Regions from separate parts of the Sus scrofa genome. Here regions 1 and 2 are each linked to region 3. The links are chromatin contacts, called in public Hi-C and promoter capture Hi-C maps. All regions are on one chromosome and are shown on one strand. Each heading gives the region's core, a stretch centred on a gene start, on an enhancer-like site or on the middle of the called end of the contact. The rest is flanking DNA. Distances are from core to core; before and after follow the strand shown. Region 1 holds the start of CLTB (clathrin light chain B). Region 2 holds the start of KIAA1191 (KIAA1191 ortholog). Region 3 holds the start of GPRIN1 (G protein-regulated inducer of neurite outgrowth 1).

What was found. Promoter capture Hi-C pulls out the DNA fragments that hold promoters and counts their contacts. A called contact is a pair of places that touch in the nucleus more often than the background predicts.
Region 1: a Hi-C map of embryonic fibroblasts shows a contact between it and region 3, with 4 times the contacts expected there. The contact joins the promoter of CLTB here to the promoter of GPRIN1 in region 3. A contact is called at or near these places in 1 of 5 promoter capture datasets (liver), 11 of 47 Hi-C or Micro-C datasets (embryonic fibroblasts, epiblast stem cells, fetal heart ventricle and 6 more) and 1 of 2 datasets of contacts at active chromatin or transcription factors (skeletal muscle).
Region 2: a promoter capture Hi-C map of fetal skeletal muscle shows a contact between it and region 3, with 4 times the contacts expected there. The contact joins the promoter of KIAA1191 here to the promoter of GPRIN1 in region 3. A contact is called at or near these places in 1 of 5 promoter capture datasets (fetal skeletal muscle) and 2 of 47 Hi-C or Micro-C datasets (embryonic fibroblasts and heart right ventricle).

Annotation. Positions count from the first base shown.
Region 1 is chr2:81,463,276-81,466,809 of Sscrofa11.1, reverse strand. CLTB (clathrin light chain B) reads right to left here and starts at 1,923. Exons shown (of 5, transcript XM_021084433.1): 1 at 1,521-1,923. The coding sequence starts at 1,707.
Region 2 is chr2:81,521,765-81,525,546 of Sscrofa11.1, reverse strand. It overlaps KIAA1191 (KIAA1191 ortholog), which reads right to left and starts at 1,971. Exons shown (of 9, transcript NM_001252388.1): 1 at 1,800-1,971; 2 at 182-294.
Region 3 is chr2:81,306,363-81,309,863 of Sscrofa11.1, reverse strand. GPRIN1 (G protein-regulated inducer of neurite outgrowth 1) reads right to left here and starts at 2,132. Exons shown (of 3, transcript XM_021084418.1): 1 at 1,522-2,132. It overlaps LOC106509472 (a long non-coding RNA gene), which reads left to right. Exons shown (of 4, transcript XR_002341731.1): 3 at 524-690.

The DNA.
Region 1 (3,534 bases), core at 674-3,173, 160 kb before region 3:
GTGTATGAACGTCGGCCCGCATTTCCTAGAAATTCCCTGGGATGTATAAGGGTCCATACTGAGATATTAGGAGTTGCTGTTTCTCCAGATGACCCCCACAGCTGACCTGTTTGAGTAGCAAAAGACTCCCCCTCCCTACCTTCATATCCTATCACCTCCCAGGGTGACTGTCATAGCATTTGAAAGAGCATGGAGCCCAGAGTTGGGAGGCCTGGAATCAAGTCCCAGATCTGTCACTCATGGCTGTGCGACTTTGTGAAAGATACTCAGATCTCTGGGCCTCTGGTTTCTTATATGTTAAAAAAGACTTGTTAGGTTTTTTGTGCCAAGGAAATACAGAGATGCTCCCAGTTCCTCTAGCCCCAGGAACTATCTTATTCATATCTGCATCCCCACTGGGCCTGGCCAATAGTAGGTGCTCAGTAAATGTTGAATGAATGCAAACATGACTCTAAGGAGACTTTCTTGTAAGCAGTTTTTAAAAACAGATGAGCTACCGTTTATTCCAACAGGCTGATAAACCCCCACTAAAATGACAACATTAAGAGGAAGCAAAGGCTGTTTGGGATTCACCCATGAAGGTGATGTCTACTTTTTTACTAAACACTTCAAGAAATTGTTCTTTCAAGCAGAACCAGAGCAGGGATATTGTTGATGAACATGCTAGTGCAAAGATCAGGCTCCAAACCCTGAGTCTGAAGCTATCCACAATAGCCCTGGGCCACCTTTGGACAACCACTAAGTTACAAACCCCAGGAGGACAGGACCACATTTGACTGAAACCCCCCCACACCCCCACCTCCCTGCCCCCATGCTGGGGTCTAATCCAGAGCCAGGCATCTGGAAGACAATGTGGTCAGGTGGGAAGGGCTTAGAGTCTGAAAGAAATAGATTTAGAGTCCTTTCTCTGCCACTTACTAGTTGTTTCAGTAGTGTACCTTTTGAGCCTCAGTTTTGCCATCTCTGAGATGGGTTTAAGAATGTACATGAAATGATTAAATGTAAGTCAAATGCCAAGATCAATGACTGCAGGATGGCAGGTGGTCCCCAGGGAAGGTTTGTGAGTTCTCAGCCAGTGCCCCTGCTCTCCCAGCCGTAGGAAGGAGCTAAGTCTGAGGGGCAGGGAGGTCTTGGGTTCTGCCCACAACTGCAGGGCTCAGCCTGGGCCAGCCAGCCTCCTGGGACGCTCAGGAGAGAGTCTCAGGGCTGGGCAGTGTTGGATTCCAGAGCTGGGCAGTAGCAGAGTTGGCTTGGGGATGAAATGTCACGCTGAATTTCTATCCTGGGAGCCACCAGATCCACAGCTCCAGGGGGGCCCTCAGATGGGGGAATCTCCACAAGACTCCCCTCCCCCATTTCTTCCAGGTCCACTCAGGTACACACAGTCCCAGGCCTGCTCCCGGCTGGCCATACATAGCAGGCCCTCTTCACTCGACCGCAGGGCCCCGAGACCGGTACCCCGGGTGCGAGCTGCAGCACCCCCCCCCCGCCCCAGTCCCCAGGCTACCGCGCTGACTCACCCCCACTCGCTGGTCCCGGCTGCGCGAGGGCCGCCTGGCTGCCGGCAGGTGCCCCGAAGCCCTCGTCATTCTCTATGCCCGCGATTTCACTCTCCTGCTGGGCCAGGAAGGCAGCCGCCGGGTCCTCCTCGGCAACCTCAGGGGCCCCGCTCTCCGATGACGAGAAGAAGCCAAAGTCATCAGCCATTTTCCCCGCGTCTCTGCTGAAGCGTCCGCCTGGCCCTTGGCTCTGCCCGGCGCGTGCCCCGCGCTGCGCCCGGCGGCCGCGACACTGTCACCCGAGCCGCCTGGGGGAGCCGGCCTCGGCGGGGACGGGCTCGGCGCGGCGGCCCCGCACTTCCTCTCTGCCACCGGGCCCGGCTTCCCTGTCACTGCGGCGGCAAGCGGGAGGAGCCGGGACGGGAATGCGGTGATGTCACCGGCCGAGGGAGGGGGCCCGCAGGACGGCCGGAGGTCGCCTCGCAGCGGCCACAGGAGGGCGTCAGCAGGACGGAGGCGCAGCCGGAGGGGCCCGAAGGCCGGGGCCGCGCTCCCTACTCCCGCCAAGCAGCGCGCATTTCCAGGGCACCAGTGGTGACAGGGTGCAGCTCTGGCCCGGTCTAGAGGTGAAGCGGACTGGACAGAGGGATTATAGTGAGCACAGGCCACCAGAGGAAGGCAGCCTGGAGGACCTCGAGAGCACGGAGGGGGTGGTCGCTGTGCAACCTGACTCCTGATTCATTCTGCAAAATTTCTTCTCCTAAACTGGGTGGATATTATGAATCCCATTATTAGGAGCCTTGGAGAGGTGGCATTAAGTCTCATGCCTTCGTGGCATCTTTCCTGCAAGTCCTGGGCCTTTCCCGCAAGGCCACGTTGCTTCCGTCCAATTTTTATACATTTCTCTTCATTGGAGAGGCTTCACTTCACACCAGCAGAGTTTATGTGACCTGACTGGGTCCCTACTCGAAGGCTGGGCCCCTTAAATATTCCTTAAGTAAGAACCAGCCTAAGAAAGACAGGTCTGATTTATCCAGGCAGCCTGCCACTCCTCCAGCCAGTCGTCTTCAGGAAACAGTCTCCAAAATATAATAAAATCCAGTCTTGGCCAAGGGGAGATTACAGTCTAGGAGACTAACAGATGGCAAGTGTCCAGTCACAGCACAGTGTGGGAGGTGCTCTGACATTTAAACACTGGGGTGGTGGGGAGCAGGGTGCAGAACCACCATCACATTTGGCCTTTGGGATTTTCTTCTTCTGATTTGAGACTTGAAGGTCAACTATGAACTGCAAGAGGGAAAGGAAAGAAGTGCCTCAAGCTGTGAGTAGCGGTTCCCTTAGGGGGGAGCGGAAGCAAGGTTGGGCTGAAGGGCAATTTCACTTCTGCACAGTAATACTTTGATGTAGTTTTCAATCTGATGATGAGAATATGGTCATTTATTAGTAGTATGGAAAAGAAAGAAATTTCAGGCCCTGTACAACCTGGTCCATGCATAGTGTTCACCATTGTCTATCTCACACTTCTTTCTCATTTCAAGTTACAGGCTCAGGAACTGAAAAGACTTTGAACATTTCCTAGTTGAACAAACCAGCCATAAATGTCAACTCCATTTGTTAGAAACACAAGGGCTAGTGAGTGCTATGCTCCCACTGTGATCTTCCCCTGGACATCTTGTCTGATTCCCAGAGACTTCAGTCAGTAGCTCTGGCAACACTACACTGAGTAAACCCACTGCAAGCACTCTTTCCAACTACTTCCTCCTTCCTTCCTGCTCCTTCCTAATTTAGCCATCAGCAGAATTCAGCTCCATGTTTATTTATACAAGTTACTGGTCCAGATCACTCTGCCACCACCCTTGATCTTGTACATGATCTCTTACTCTTAAACACCAATATTAAAAATGATTATTAAGGAGTTCCTGTTGCGTCTCAGTGGTAATAAATCCAACTAGTATCCATGAGGATGTGGGTTCAATCCCTGGCCTCACTCAGCGAGTTAAGGATTCAGCATTGCCGTGAACTGTGGTGTAAGTCG
Region 2 (3,782 bases), core at 722-3,221, 220 kb before region 3:
ACAGGCACACAGAGTTTTATGGTTTGTTTACAAGGTTGAAACACACATAAAGGAGTGAGGGTGACAAACATGCCAAGGGAGGGGAAAAAAGAAAAAAGTCAAAGGTCTCACCACACCTGTGACTGATCTTAATACCTGTGATAAGACAAAGACACTATACACAGTAAAAAGGTCACCTTACCAAAGTGAAACGATGTGATGGTTATGCTGACAGACAGATATTAAAGAGGAACATTGTCCAGCTGCTGCAAATTAGCCAAGCTGCTCAGGAAGAGTCCATCCATTCCAGAGGTCCTGAGAACAACAACCAGCATTGGCACAGCCCTTCAGATTCTGTCAAACAGCTTCCTGTACTTTCATGTATTTCCCATAACAACCCAGGGAGAGGTATTACACTCACTTTTTCTCAGCCACACCCAAACGATATGGAAGTTCCCAGGGCCAGGAATAAAATCCGAGCCACAGCTGTGACCCACACCACAGCTGTGGCAAGGCTAATCCTTAACCCGCTGTGCCTAGCTGGGGGTCTAATCCATGATGCCACAGACATATTGGATCCTTAACCCACTGTGTCATGGCAGGAACTCCTCATTGTGGTGGTTTTGTTTTTTGCTTTTTAGCACCACAGGTGCAGCATATGGAGGTTCCCAGGCTAGAGGTTGAATTCAAGCTGCAGCTGCCGGCCTATGCCACAGCCACAGGAACACCAGATCTGAGCCCAGTCTGCAACCTACACCGCAGCTTGTGGCAACGCCAGATCTTTAACCCACTGAGCGAGGGACTGAATCCACATCTTCATGGGTACTAGTCAGGTTCATTTCTGCTGAGCCAAAACGGGAACTCCCTCATTTTGTTTTTAAAGTTAGGCTCAGGGTCAAAATAACCTGACCCACAGAAAGGGGCTAGGTACCACAGTGGGTAAATTCATTCTTTGCTGAAACGATGACTGATATTTAAATGAGGAGTTTATACATTTATCTTGTGTTTTAACCCTTGCAATGACCCTGCAAAGCAAGCATTGTTTATCCCCAATTTAAAGAGAAGTAAACTAAAAAAGCAGAAGTGATTTGTCCAAGGTTACAGATAAGTGGCCCATTTATAAGACAGGTATTTCACTCCCATTTTACAGGGGAATTCAAACAAAGCCCTAGGAAAGCCAACTTACTTGCTTTTCAACTTGCTACACTGCCCCGTCTATCCTGACGGAGCTCCAGTCAGAAAATCCGTTAGTTCTTCATCAAAGGGCATCGTAGAAACCAAAGTCTGGCCACCCTCCAGGTTCGGGCAACATTCTGACCCCGAACCTCCCCTTCCACTTCGCGGTGCCAATCTCCCCCCTCCTTCCCCGCAGGGCTCTGACTTCTCCTTCACAAGATACAGGACAATGACACCAGGATGTGAAAGGCCTGGGCTGAGTCAACCGCCTCTTCAACCGGAGAGGCTAAGAAAGACTAAACAGATTAGTCGGGGCCTGGCCCACGCCGAAGGTTCCCCAGGGCAGGGCAAGTAGGAGGCTTCAGACGTGAAGGCGAGGAGCGAGGGTCCAGGACTAGGCTGGCCCGGTGAAGTCGGGGCTAGGCCAAGTGCCGGGGCTGCCTGGGTATCAGAGCGAAACCCACAGGGGACCACAAAAGGCGGGGCGACAGAGGCACGCAGTGGTCTGGCCAAGATCTGAGCCCCGGTAAGGGGAGAAGGGAGAGGGGCCGCGAGGCCCAAGACCCGGACCTCGGTGGAGGGACCAGGGCACGCCCCTCCGTACCTGCAAAAGACAGAGCCCCAGGCCCGGCTCATCTGGTTACCTGTTCTGCCGCCGCCGCGGAGCTGCCTGCGGCCCGAGCTCCGACACTAAAGATGTTCCAAGGACCCACGTTTCTCGAGAGGAAGTGGGGCAGTCGAGACGCAAGCCATGGTGTGAATGGCACTGTGCCCGTGGCGACACCAAAGGCCCCAGGCACTGAGCAGGGAGTGAACTCAGGCTGCGGAACCAGCCCGCAGCCTGATAAAGCCTCCGGAGGTCGCGTCATTTCACGCGATACTTGGCCGGGGTTGGGGGTGAGTCTCGAGGAACGCTGGGAGTTGTAGTCCACAATCGGGAAAGCCCCGTGTCTTAGCTGCACGGCTGGATGGTGGAGCCTCCGCTCTGTGTGTGGAACCCAGCAGCTCCCAAAGTAAAAGCACCCTTTACCAGCACTCTATGCCCGGGTCTGTTTCAGACTGAGGGCAGATGGAGTGACACGACCAAACCCCTTTCACAGAGGGGAAATTGAGGCTCAGAGAGATTCAAAGACACTTTGAAAAGATGTGAAGTGAGCAGAGACCCTCTTCCAGGAACAGCTGAGTTAGGCAGTGTTTACCATTAGCAGAACCCAAAGGGGGAGCAAACCGAACCTGACTCCCCTAGGTAACGTGGTCGTAATATCATTTTCCTTTTACACTAGGAAAGTGACACTTGGAGAGGTGCCAACTCAAATGTCACATCCTGAAGGAAGACTTTTTTCCTAAAGGATTTACAAATATGACAAAGCAACAAAGTTGAGGAAGTAAAGGAATAAATCTGTCCACATTTCTACCCTACGTCCAAATCTTGTGGTCAAGGCACATCTCAAGAGGGCTGTAGGGAGTGGGGTTTGGATTTGACTTTTAGATTTCAGTGTTTGACCATAGGCCAAGCCCACTGGCAAAACTGAGAGGCTTTCCTCATGCACCTTTAAACCTGAGTGCCATCACCAGACCCTTGTTTGAGTGCACTGTTAATTAGAATCTTTTCTAAATTCTGTGATTAGTTTATAAATAGCACAATTACATTGCCCTGTGATTTTGTTGTTGTGTTGTTTCTGTTCAAAGTGTTACTTTGTAAATTTTGAACTTCTAAAATATACTATATAATTTTTACCCTCTGTGAAAGCAAAGCTGACTCTTGCCCTCCTCCATCAAAAGGAAGGCATCCCCATGCTGTACAGCGGAAAAATTAATTAAAAAAAAAAAAAAAAAAGGAAGGCACATTACATCTCAGTCAGGAGGGGAAGAAAGAGCATTTTTCAACCTGACATAAATCATAAAACAGGATCACTTTGTTTTGTTCTTATCCCCAAATTAATGAAAACTGAAGACTTTCCTGGAAGTTAATGACTCTAAGACTACTTTATCCCTGATTTTTTTTTTCCTTTGTCTTTTTAGGGCCCACCTGCAGCATATGGAAGTTCCCAGGCTAGGGGTCGAGTAGGAGCTGCAGCTGCCGGCCTACGCCCCAGCTCACAGCAACACCAGATCCAAACCACATCTTCGACCTACACTGCAGCTTACCGCAACGAGGGATCCTTAACCCACTGAGCAAGGCCAGGGACTGAACCCACATCCTCATGGATACTAGTAGGGTTCTTAACCCGCTGAACCATAACAGGAACTCCTTATCCCTGACTTTTATAATACTGATGTCTGAAGCTGTGGCGTGACGTTGGCAAATAGTCGCCATGTGAGAAAATTTCTGTTTTCCCCAAAGAGCAGACTAGCTACAAACTTTTTTTTTGTTTGTTTTGTTGCCTTTTTTTAGGGCAGCACACAGGGCATATGGACGTTCCCAGGCTAGGGGTTGAATCAGAGCCGCAGCTGCCAGCCTGCACCACAACCACAACACCAGATCTGAGCCTCGTCTGTGACCTACATCACAGCTCATGGCAATGCCAGATCCTTAACCAATTGAGTGAGGCCAGGAATTGAACGCACATCCTCATGGATACTAGTTGGATTCATTCCCATTGCCATAAATGTTTAACCTTCTCAAG
Region 3 (3,501 bases), core at 883-3,382:
GCGGGCTAGTTCTCCCAGGGTGCAGCAGAGCACATCGACTGCTTGTGGACATCTGTGCTAGCTTAGGCCAGCCTGGGGAGCCAGCACCCGGCTCCTGCATCCTGCTCAGGAACTTTGTGTGCACATCTACAACCTGTATGTGCAGAATGACTGGTATGTTTATATCTCCTGGAGGCCACTTGGACCCTGTGGGTATACACATACATGGCCACATGGCTTCAGAGTCTCACTCATGGAAGAGGTGGCCTGGGTATGTGCCCTGCTCCCAGCAGAGCAGCCCCTGTGCATGCCTACTCAGGCTCAGAGACAGGGCCAGCCCGTTCCTTTCCCTCTAGAGTATCTTCCCAACTGGAGCCAGGGCTGCCAGGCACCTGCAAATATCTCCTCCCATGGTGACACGATTGACAGAGGCTTGTGGGGCTTCGGCAGGTGTGAGAGTGTGCAGTGTGTGTGTGCGTGCGCGCGCACCCGCACGACAATTTCAGTGTGCTGTCCCTCACCCTCTCATCCCCTTGCCTCCTAGAACCCTCAAAGCAGCAAAGCTTCCTGCCTGGGGCTAGAGGGGAGATGGAGTCTAGCAAAGGGCGACAGCCAGGCTTACATCCGGAAACAGCCCCCAGACCATGCATCCATCCATCCATCCACAGGAGGGCAAGAGTGGACATGCAGGAGCAGCGGGTGGACAGCAAGGTAAAAGTGTGTGATGGAGTGTGTGACACGCCTACTCCAGGGTCTGGGGGTACATGAGAGGGAGACCGTGATGAGCTGGTGTGAACAGGCACACACGCAGGCCAGAGGAGGGTGGCTACGAGTGTGTTGTGATCAGGGAGTATTGCTGAATTGAGTGTGCTGTGATAGGCAGTGGTTGGGGTGAGTGCGCAGCTATGCCTGGGTGTGTATGGCAAGGTGTACTGGGTGGGTGCACAGGTGGCCTTGTGTATGAGTCTGATGGAATGATCAAGGGCCATAGTGTGCGTAGACCCGTGGCTTCAAGCGTTGAGTGTGCGACTGTGTGTGACGGAGCCCCAGAGTGTGTGCCACACTAGGCGTGCGACGGCGAGTGTGCTCAGTGGTGCCAGTAGAACCACTCTAGCGCCGAGCTGGCTCCAGGGGGAAAAAATGAATCAATGCGGGCGGACCCCCTCCCCGCGGTGGCGGGAAGCGCCACCTCCCGCACCGCGGTGCCAAACAAAGCGGCAGGCGGCGGAGAGGCCAGGCATGGGGCGGGGGTCCTACACACGGGTCAGGCTGACCAGCAGGGCCCCTCGGGTCCTTGGCTGGGACTGCGGACCCGCCCCCGCCCCGCCCCAGTCAGGCGCCTGGAAATAGACACCCGCCACCCTGGCGGAGCGCATACATTCACCCGGGCGCCCAGATATATACCACCGCGCACCGTACCCGAGCCCCGCCACCCAGGCCGCTCGAGGACCCTGGACAGCGTCTCTGGGGCTGCCGCGAGCGGAAGAAGGGGGTCGACACTGTCAGCCTAGAAGGGGCAGCAGGTGCGGGCGCGGCACTTACCCGGCTGTGCCGCCGCTTCGTCTCCTCCGCGCGCTGCGCTCCAGCTCCCGCCACCGCCGCCGCCGCCGCCGCCGCCGCCCGAGCGGCCTCGGCTGCCTCCGGCCGGGCTGGCGGGCGGACTCCGTGCAGCCGTCCTCCGAGCTAGCTCCGCTCTCCCGCCCTGCGCCCCGCCCCGGGCATGCGCGCTGGCCAACTCGCGGCCTCAGAACCGGGAGGGGGCGGTGCCGGTGGGGAAGCAGAGGCCTGAAGGAGGGAGGGGTGCCCCTTACCCGCCGCTCCTCACCGTGGCACCTGGACTCCTGGGTTCCCCGCCCTCCTCGAACCGGTTCCCATTTCACAGACTGGAGACTGAGGGGCGGAGAGGCTGCCCATTTGCTGCGCGCCTGTTGAGGGCGGGGCGCGCTGCCTCTTAGATCTCACACAATCTAACCCCGCGAACGCCCTCCGTTTTTTCACCTAGCAAGAAATTGGGGCCCAGAGAGGGGAAGCCACTTGTCTGAGGATACTCGGCTCCTGGATAGGGACTCCCGTCTGCGCGATCTCGGAGCTCCCCCTGCGCGGAATTTCCCGCCTCCGCCTTGGCCGCACTTCCGGCCTTCGCCCCCCACCTCCGCCCCGCCCCCTCCCCTTTGTCTCGCCGCCACCCACGCTCCCTCGAGTGGAAGGACTTGAGTGGCTGGGGGAGAAGGAGGGAGTGCCTTCGCCTTCCCGTTACCGGCCTCTCTAGCTCGGGTGCCCGCCCACCCTCTAGTCTGTGCAAGCTGGGTTCTCCTCCCCCTGGGTGCCTTCCAGCAAGTCTCTCGGAGACTTAATTTACCCGTCTACAGGATGGGACTAACATTTGTCACCTCGTGGTGAGTGGTCTTGGAAGGATGACGGAGCCTGAGGTAGATGTTCAGGGGCTTCCACAGCTGAATCTGAGTTCCCAAGGACGTGAGGACTTGCTGCCCACCCTGCCTCGACGTTTCTTAACAGAGAAATAGTCTCCTCCCCTTTGACTCCCCAGAGGAGGAAAAATAAGTTTGTAATTGCCAAGAGGTGCTAAAACCCCCTCACTTGTATGTGAAACCACCGACTAAAAATGGTAACAACTAACGTTAATATATATCGGGGCAGTGTTTTATGGTAAAGCAGCAAGTCAAGGTAAGAACTAACGTTACTTTAGTTTTGTTTAAGGTTTCATCTAATTTCCATTTCCAGTTACTTATACGCAAGTTAATACTAATGTATTATATCTCCATTTTCAGATGAGAAAACTGAGATATTAATAATAGGTCAATTGTCTGTGCTTACACAGCTCGTTAGTAGTGGGGCTAACTCCTGAAACCTCATACTTCATACTTACTTTCTATCCCTCTCACTTACCTGGTGAACCATAAGTCATCGTGATCATTTAGACAATTTAAAAAATCTAGATAGGGAGTTTCTGTCGTGCGGCAGTGGAAACGAATCCGACTAGGAACCATGAGGTTTCGGGTTCAATCCCTGGCCTCGCTCAGTGGGTTAAGGATCCAGCGTTGCTGTGACTGTGATGTAGGCCAGCAGCTACAGCTCCAATTAGACCCCTAGCTGGGAACCTCCATATGCCGCGAGTGCGGCCCTAAAAAGAAAAAAAAAAAAAATCTAGGTGGCAAATAGGAAAAAAAAAAAAAAATCTATCAGACTGACGTCTTTAGCCAGTTTTCCAGGGAAGCAAAAACTGGAGTACCGAACCCATCTTCAGCACCACGGACAACACCCATGCAAGGGCTGCTTTCTAATATTTCTGGCCCTGCAAATTGCTCTTTCATTGCCCACGGGGGTACTTCGATTCATAGTTTACACAGCCTCTTTACAGTCATCATTTCATTTTAGTTTCCCTACAGTCCTTCAAGGTGGATGGTATTGGCTCAATGATGCAGATGAAGACATCAAGGGTTGAGCAGGTTCACAAGATATGAAAAGTGGCAAGGAGCTACCTGTGATCTAAAAAGCTACTCC